Regions from separate parts of the Mus musculus genome. Here regions 1 and 2 are each linked to region 3. Evidence: chromatin contacts called from public HiChIP or PLAC-seq data. All regions are on one chromosome and are shown on one strand. Each heading gives the region's core, a stretch centred on a gene start, on an enhancer-like site or on the middle of the called end of the contact. The rest is flanking DNA. Distances are from core to core; before and after follow the strand shown.

Evidence for each region. HiChIP or PLAC-seq counts read pairs in DNA pulled down with a chosen protein or histone mark.
Region 1: an H3K27ac HiChIP or PLAC-seq map of embryonic stem cells shows a contact between it and region 3, with 7 read pairs. The contact joins the enhancer-like site here to the promoter of Hmgn1 in region 3. A contact is called at or near these places in 9 of 39 promoter capture datasets (the 3T3-L1 cell line, 3T3-L1-derived adipocytes, the HPC-7 cell line and 5 more), 1 of 15 datasets of contacts at CTCF or cohesin (pro-B cells), 8 of 484 Hi-C or Micro-C datasets (the HL-1 cell line, the HPC-7 cell line, the N1E-115 cell line and 5 more), 4 of 115 datasets of contacts at active chromatin or transcription factors (the SCID.adh cell line, embryonic stem cells and neural tube) and 4 of 9 other capture datasets (adipose tissue, embryonic stem cells, liver and 1 more).
Region 2: an H3K4me3 HiChIP or PLAC-seq map of embryonic stem cells shows a contact between it and region 3, with 4 times the contacts expected there. The contact joins the enhancer-like site here to the promoter of Hmgn1 in region 3. A contact is called at or near these places in 5 of 39 promoter capture datasets (the 3T3-L1 cell line, 3T3-L1-derived adipocytes, embryonic stem cells and 1 more), 10 of 484 Hi-C or Micro-C datasets (the HL-1 cell line, cranial neural crest, embryonic fibroblasts and 6 more), 8 of 115 datasets of contacts at active chromatin or transcription factors (embryonic limb bud, embryonic stem cells, large pre-B cells and 2 more) and 4 of 9 other capture datasets (adipose tissue, embryonic stem cells, liver and 1 more).

What each region holds. Positions count from the first base shown.
Region 1 is chr16:96,042,956-96,045,655 of GRCm38.p6, reverse strand. It overlaps Brwd1 (bromodomain and WD repeat domain containing 1), which reads left to right. Exons shown (of 42, transcript NM_145125.3): 19 at 1,009-1,192; 20 at 2,562-2,655. Among named protein-coding and RNA genes, the nearest start is that of Brwd1, 38 kb to the left of the region's middle. Within about 2 kb of position 1,350, at least 13 of the 459 cell types and tissues checked have an H3K27ac peak or open chromatin away from gene starts, as enhancers often do. A contact at or near this core is called in embryonic stem cells and stem cell-derived epiblast-like cells, where this site is marked.
Region 2 is chr16:96,062,294-96,064,993 of GRCm38.p6, reverse strand. It overlaps Brwd1 (bromodomain and WD repeat domain containing 1), which reads left to right. Exons shown (of 42, transcript NM_145125.3): 8 at 23-244. Among named protein-coding and RNA genes, the nearest start is that of Brwd1, 19 kb to the left of the region's middle. Within about 2 kb of position 1,308, at least 5 of the 459 cell types and tissues checked have an H3K27ac peak or open chromatin away from gene starts, as enhancers often do. A contact at or near this core is called in embryonic stem cells, where this site is marked.
Region 3 is chr16:96,126,317-96,129,016 of GRCm38.p6, reverse strand. Hmgn1 (high mobility group nucleosomal binding domain 1) reads left to right here and starts at 1,292. Exons shown (of 6, transcript NM_008251.3): 1 at 1,292-1,427; 2 at 1,556-1,585; 3 at 1,677-1,706; 4 at 1,814-1,864. The coding sequence starts at 1,413.

The DNA.
Region 1 (2,700 bases), core at 101-2,600, 83 kb after region 3:
ACGTTTCAGAGGTTTAGTTCATTATTGACGTGGCAGAAAACAATGGCATGCAGGCAGACATGGTTCTGAAGGAACCTATGTGCACATGTATGTATGCATATGTCTGTGAGTACCCATTTAGGCCAAAAAGGGCTAGAGTCACAGCTAGTTGTGAGCTGGGATCTGACCTGGGTCCTTTACAAGAGCAGCAAGTGCTCTTAACCGCTGAACCATCTCTTCAGCCCAGATTATTTCTGTTGTGTGTGTGTGTGCTTGCCTGTTTGAGTGTCTGCCGTTTGTGTCCAAGTACTTGCGGGGCTGGAAGAGAGTGCTTAGAGCTATGTAGCCTTCATGGAGTTAGAGCACCTGATGGAGGTGCTGGGAACTGACCTGACCTCAGGTCCTTTGTACTAACAGGAAATGCTCTTAACTCCTGAGCCATCTCTGCTCTTTTGTGGTAATTATGAAAATTTTTATTGTTAGAATTATTCTAATTTTTATGTCTGTGTGAGAGTGTGTGCATATTTGTGTTATGTTTGTGTAGCGTGTGTGCGTGCGTGCGTGCGTGCGTGCGTGCGTGCGTGCGTGTGTGTGTAAGGCCCACAGAGAAAGATCCCACGAAGCCGGTGTTCAGATGGTTTGCTAGTTGCCTGCTCAGTAGCCTAGACTGTAACAGTGTTCTTGTTATATAGCTTCCCCAGTTTAGTGGGGCATCTATCCTTAGCAAAGGTTTTCCCAAAAAACAAACTGTTTTGAAATAAAGATGCAATGGAATACATTTGTGTATTTTATAATTTCAGAATGTATAGAAAAAGTTCAAGTGGCAGTTTACCAATTAATGATAAGTATTCTACATTGTGGTTTTAGTTATGTTAAAGCTTTCTTCTTATAGCTGTTTTTAGTATGTCTGTCCTTTTTCTGGTTTGGAAAAAGGTGTGTCCTAGTAGGAGGAATGCACTGTTACTGTGTGCTAAATGAACATAATAACTGGAAATACTTTAAAAATACTTCCTGATATTTTTCTTCTAGGTTTTAGAAGACTGAGTTTAGACATTCAGTCTCCTCCAAACATCGGTCTCCGTCGGAGTGGGCAGGTTGAAGGTGTTCGTCAGATGCATCAGAACGCTCCTCGGAGTCAGATTGCTACAGAGCGTGACCTCCAGGCTTGGAAGCGGAGAGTAGTTGTTCCAGAGGCACCGCCTGGCATGTTCAGGTCCATAACTATTAGGAGGATGTCATTTTATATTTTATTTTATTTTACGATTTATTTATTTTATTTATGTATGTGAGTACACTGTCGCTGTCTTAAGAAACACCAGAAGAGGGCATTGAATCCCATTACAGATGGTTGTGCGCCACCAAGTGGTTGCTGGGATTTGACCTCATGACCTCTGGATCAGGTCTTAACTGCTGAGTCATCTCTCTAGCCCCTACTCTTAACATCCAGTAGTAAACTAGGTCTGTAAAAAACTGGACAAACCTTCATTCTTTTTTCTTTAGCTTAGATCTACCTTCCTCTGCTTCCCAAGTGATGGGATTAAAAGGCATGTGCCACCACTGCCCAGCCGGTTTTTGTTTTTTGTTTTTGTTTTTTGCTTTTTTTGTCTTTTTATTTATTTATTTATTTATTTATTTTCTTAGAAATCAGTTTTTGTTCTTTGTACATTCTTATGTAGCATGGCTAAGATACATTGAGATTTTATATCAAGTCAGGTGTTTCTAGGAGTTTTCAAATTAGAACCAAGGGACCCTGAGTCTTTTACACAGTGAAGACAAAGGCCATTTTTAGCCTATGGTAACGTGCTCCAAGGTTTGAAATTATTCCTGTTGTAATCATCTGAACAGTGTTATTGACTTGATAAGGAGACAGAGAAATGAGTAGCACTGCTATTTTTGTTTAAATGAGAGGCCTAAAACATGGGGTTGAATTCTTTGTATAAGAAAAATGTTGCTTTTAATTTTATTTGCAGAAAGGAAGTATAATCTTGGAGACGCTTGGAAGCAATGAAATGGGCTGTCTAGTTGTATTGGTTCTAATGGGTCGATACATAATGCCAATTAATGAATATTTTGTAGTTAATATGAATAGGTCTTCACATAAACTGAGGTTTTGTTTTTAATAAAAAAAAGATAAGGGGCTGGCAAAATGGCTCAGTGAGTAAGAACACTGACTGCTCTTTCAAAAGTCCTGAGTTCAAATCCCAGCAACCACATGGTAGCTCACAACCCCCATAATGAGATCTGACGCCCTCTTCCAGTGCGTGTGAAGTCAGCTACAGTGTACTTATGTACAATAATAAATAAACCTTAAAAAAAAAAGAAAGATAAATACATACATAAAATCTAAACTTGTAGTTAGTGGTTTTGGGGTAGCCAGGTGAGTCTTGACCGTGATGAGGCGCTGCGCTTGCTCCTGCCTGCCAGTGGCGGGGCTCGGGCAGCTGAAGCGTCTTCTCATTTCAATAGCTTTGTGTGCTGTTTTGAGGTGCTGTGGGCCCAGTAGCCTCTAAAGCTGCAGTGATGTACTGTTAACTGTGTACCTCAGTCCAAGAACCTCTGTCACCATAGCCTTAATTTTGTAGGCGGTTGGAAGACATTCGCATAGAGAGAGGCGAGGAGGAGAGGAACCTGTATGTAATAGGGAGAAAGAAGAAGACTTTCCAGGTCCCACAAAAGGTAACTTGATTCTCCTTTCTTGGGAATGAGGAAATTATCATAAAA
Region 2 (2,700 bases), core at 59-2,558, 64 kb after region 3:
TTGGGGTATTGCTTTTTCTTAGGGTTCAGATGATTGCTTGGTAAAGATTTGGTCAACACATAATGGCCGCTTGTTGTCTACGTTAAGAGGCCATTCTGCAGAGATTTCAGACATGGCTGTGAACTACGAGAACACGCTGATTGCTGCAGGAAGCTGTGATAAGATCATTAGGGTGTGGTGCTTGAGGACCTGCGCCCCAGTTGCTGTGCTGCAAGGACACACGGGGTCAATCACATCTCTGCAGGTAACCTGTAGCCTAGTGACACCAAACCTAACTTCTGGAACTGAGAAGTAGTATATAATGTGATTATATGGTGTTTTAAAAACTTGGATATGTGTTTATTTCTTTAATGTTTCTGTTTGTTTGTTTGTTTTTGTTGTTTTGAGACAGGGTTTCTCTGTGTATCCCTGGCTGTCCTGGAACTCACTCTGTAGACCGAGCTGGCCTCGAACTCAGAAATCTGCCTGCCTCTGCCTCCCGAGTGCTCCCAAGGGATTAAAGGGGTGCGCCACCACCCGGCCTTTTTTTTTTTTTTTTTTTTTTAAACACTCTACATTTTATCACCCTACTGGCCTACCCTCTGACTGTGGATATATGTTTTTTTAAATTTATTTTTATTTTATGGGTGTTTTGCTCGTATCTATGTCTGTGCACCATTGTGTGTGCAGTGCCCATGGAGGCTAGAAGCAGCCCTATTCGTGCTGAGAATTGAACCCACATCTTCTGTAAGAGTAGTGCGACAGTGAGCGCTCTTGACCCCTGAGCCATCTCCAGCTCTGGTGATTTTTTTCCATAAATTATGGAATAACAACACATAAGGAGGTGGGGCTTTCTGGGTGAATTAGATGAGAGCCTGTTACAAACTGGCAATGTTAACGTTCCTGTTTAAAACTTGTGGAGTTGAGTTGATTAGATTAATTTTATAAATCTTGCTATAAGTGGGAAGTAGTTTTCAACATGAAAATGTGGAAAAGCATAGTGGGTCCCTGTGTCTGTCAGCTGGCCAGCCTTCCTGACCACTTCAGGTTGTAGCTAAAGCAAATTCTGCCAGTGGCAGGTTCTTTTGTAACTGTTTCAGTTTGTAAAGTCTAAAGTATAATTGTTTTAAAAACAACCTACTTGGTAAGGTTAAAATTGGCAGTTGTCATGCAAATAGAGTAATTTTATTTAGTTTGAATTGCAAATAAAACAACTTGCATATCTTGTGGTTAGTTGTTATAGAATTGAAAGACACTCAAGTCCCTGCTCTTCACTGCCAGCTCTGCTTGTTGGAGGGCCCTAGGCGACTCAGCTGTGGTCTGGTGGAGTGGCATCCTGGGTGGCTTCCCACTTTGCTTTGTGTTTCTTGTAATTCAGTTTTCTCTGACAGAGCAGTGGTACTCGGGCATTCATGAAGTGACCTTTAGGATCTAGGTGTCCTGGAACTCTACCTCGGCCTCTTAAGTGCTGGGGTTTAAAGGGGTGCATCTCCACCACCATGCCCAGCGATGGTAGCCGATTTGTGAGGCTTTGATGGCTGCTGCTGCCTTTGACTGGATTTGGTGTGAAGTACAGAGTTGGTTCCATTTTCCTGTGCAGCTCTGATTTGCTAAGCTTGGAGTGCCCGGTGTGAGGATTATGTTTTAATATGCTTGTAGCAGGCCTTGAGAACTCTTGGTTATAGCACTGCTGTTTCATGGAGAGGATCAAATTGAGACGCCAACTCTCTTGTTAGAAGGCACAGCATGTCTGATATCCTATGTTAGAATCCATTGATTACCACCTTGCTTATCTTAGAATTGCTAGAAACACTGCACAGAGATTAAAAACTAGGCTTTATAATGAGATATGCATTGGTCACAATGTAATAAATAAAAGTACATAGCCGGGTGTGGTGGCGCGTGCCTTTGATTCCAGCACTTGGGAGGCAGAGGCAGGCGGATTTCTGAGTTCAAGGCCAGCCTGAGTTCCAGGACAGCCAGGGCTACACAGAGAAACCCTGTCTTGAAAAGCCAAAAACAAAAAACCAAAAACAAAAACCCAAAAAAAAAACCCCAGAGTACAGAAGAGAACTTGTATTAAAATGTTTATTGAATGTCTGACATGGATTCATGGGTTAGTTGGAAGGATAGATATCTGTTGTGCTGGATTCTGGTAAAATACGAGCAACCCTGTCACAGAAGAGTTTCATCCTGGAAGTGAGGATGCTCTAGAAATAAATCTGCCTTTGCAGAAACCAGAGCCCAGCTTCAAATAGTCTCAGTTCTCCTGGATCCGTAATCGCAAGTCTGGTGCAGGCTAGAAGCATAAGTTGCTTTATTTAGAGACAAGCAAACCTAAGGCATAAAGGAGGAGCATTAGAGAAAAGTGCAACTAAGTCTTAACTCTGCTGTTGATCTATAGCTGACTTAAGAGCTCTGTGGCTGAAGCTCTGTGTGGTGGCATGGCCTTTAGTGCCGAGTTCAAAGCCAGTCTGGGCTATATAGCAAGATCTTGCTTCCTGAAAAACAGGAACCCAACCCTCAAAAGAACTGCAATCGATGAGTTTAGAAGAATATGGATACAACAAGAAATTGGAGAAAGAATTTGTGAGTTGAAAGGTCAGAAGAGAGAAGAGAGAGGTTTTGCTCAGGTAGACACTCTGTAATTGAAATTTTTTCAGTGGAGTATGGAATGAAGCAAACATGTTTGAAGGATGTGGACTGTGTGTGCGTGCACAT
Region 3 (2,700 bases), core at 43-2,542:
CGCTGGAATAGACTTTGTCATTTGAGACATTTTCTCTATGTGGCCCTGGCTATCCTGGGAAAGAAAGACTTCCAATTGGCTATAAACTGTGTCTGAGTGGTCATCTCTGGTGGGCTTCCCGGAAGGGCAAACTTTATTTTTAAGAGGGTAAAATCAGGAGATTAAAACACCAAAGGACAGGAAGTGCATTTGGTTTTAACTCCAGTGGTGTCAATGTCTTTCCCCCACTAGTTGGGGTAGGACCTCACAGTCTTAATTCAGTCTGGCATGCATGAAAAGATGGGACCACAGATGAAGGGAACGGGGTCGCGGCTCAAACGACAAAGAGTCACTGCTGCAAGCCATCTAATCCCAGGAACACAGCAGTGGGCCTTTGGGGAAACAAGGGTTTACTGGGTAGGGGGATTAAAACGTTTGTGTAAAAATCTTAAACGGTGCAAGAGATAAAGATTCGAATTCCCTGTCCTAAATACAAGTTTTATGGTAGGCAAAGACATATATGATAATTCTTACAATTGAGCAGCAGTAATACGGCTGCGGGTGGGACTCTTGTACCCAGCCCGCTATCTGCATTCTTGAGGTATACTCAATATTAACTGCCTTCCATAAACAAAAGGTGCAATCTGGAAGTCGGAGCTAGACCCGACGCCGCTGCGCGAAGGACTGGGTCTGTAAAGGGCCGATGTGATTCCTGCACACAGTTGAACACAGGACGGAGGGGTCCATGCAGTGGGGAGGGCAAGAGCCCGAGACAGCTGCAAGACCTAAAACAGACATAGTTACCTAAAAATAGGCTAGTAAAGGCGCGTAGGACAGCCTGAGTCTGCGCGACCGGCCCGCGCGCGCCTGCGCACTGCTGGCTGCGCCTGTGCCCTCCCGGGCGAATGGCAAATCACGCCTAGGCACTGCTGAACCCGAGGGGTCCGCGGGTGGACTCCGCGGGCGGGCGCCTGGGGTCCGGAGCATTGTGGGAAAGCGATGCTGAGGCCACGTGACACGCCCCCACTTATCAGCGCGCAGGCCGCACTTTTGCTGTCGGCTTCAAACAAACTACCTAGCGGGGTCGGGCGACTCCGGCCCGCCCCTCGGCCGGGGTCGCGCCCGCAGGGGTGGGGGGCCAGGGGGCGGGGCGATGCGGCGGAGTGACAGCTCGCCGTGCCTATTCGGGAGCAAGGGCTGGGGCGCTGGCGCGCGCGGTGGGCCTAGACAGCCAATGGAGGCTGGGGGCGGCCCGGCTGGCGGGGAGGCGCGGGGGGAGAGGGGGCGGGCTCCAATCCGGTTCCATCCGGTTCTCCCACCGCCCCCGCGACGGGTCGCAGCAGTTCGTGTGGTGGTGGCGGCGGCGGCTTGGCAGTGCGGCTCCTCGGTGACAGATCCGACGACGCACGCGTCTCCCACCCCGCGCCGCCACGATGCCCAAGAGGAAGGTGAGTGCGGCGGGGCCGCGGCGCCCGCAGGGTTCGGGTCTGAGGGGCTCTGGAATCTTCGCGGGGTGCGGGCGGCTGGGCGTGACGTCACGCGGCCGCATTGTTCTCCGCTGTGCTTTCTCCTGCAGGTTAGCGCGGATGGAGCCGCCAAGGCGGAGGTGAGTGCGGGCCTCGGGTGGGCCGGGCGGATCGGGGCGGGCGGTGGGGTGCCGCTCACATGCGCTGCTCACCCCGTCTTTCTCTCCGCAGCCCAAGCGCCGCTCCGCGAGGCTGTCGGCCGTAAGTACCGCGCTCGGTCCGGGCCGGGACGGGAGCGAGCGGGCCGGGCCCAGCTCGCCCGCTCAGCGCCTCACACCCCCTTCTTTTATTAATTTATCTCTTGCCAGAAGCCCGCCCCTGCCAAGGTGGACGCGAAGCCGAAAAAGGCCGCGGGAAAGGTAGGTTTCGAAAAGGTGTCCAGGCAGGCCGCTTAGTTGAGGTTGTTCTAAGTGTTGGGGAGGTTTCTGGAAGGTGGGTGGGGGCGGCATGTAGTCCGTTCGCTCATCCGCAGCGACATGGCCTTTGCAGACGACCTGAGTTCAGTTCCCAGCACCCACAGGACAGCTCAGAAACATCCGTCCCTCCAGTTCCCAGAGGATCCGTGCCCTTTTCTGATTCCCAGCAGCAGGTACACGGTGCACATACGTACATGCAAAACACAAAAACTCAAGAGCCTGTATGAGCCGAAGATGACTCACTGGTTAAGAATGCACAATGCTCTTACAGAGGGACCTGAGTCTCTTGAGTGACAGCTCCAAGGGATAAGAGGATCTGATAACCTCTTCTGGCTTCTGCAGACACAGCCCGAGCATGCACAGACGCATAAGTATGCACGTTGTTTAAAAGTAAAGTTTCCCCGCCCAGGACGTTTTATGGAGCAGAGTAAAAATGGAGGAACTGTTTTCCCCATAGTTAGTTGGCGTTTTACCTTAAATGTTTGTGTGTATTTTGCCTGTGTGTGTGGGTAGGTGCATTTTGGAGGCCAAAAGAGGACTTAGAGTTAATAGTTTGGAGCTGCCAAGTGAGTGCTGGGAATTGAACCTGGATCCTCTGGGAGAGCAGCTGAGTACTTAACTTAGCCAGGGAACCGTCTATCTCTCAAGTCATAGTTTGTGATCTTTTCAAATACAGCTTCAAGGAATGGTGGTAATGTGGACTAGACTTTCTTGGGCTAGAGCAGGGCAGCAATCCTGACATGAAGACTGCCTGAGGGTCTAAGGAGTGTCTGTATATT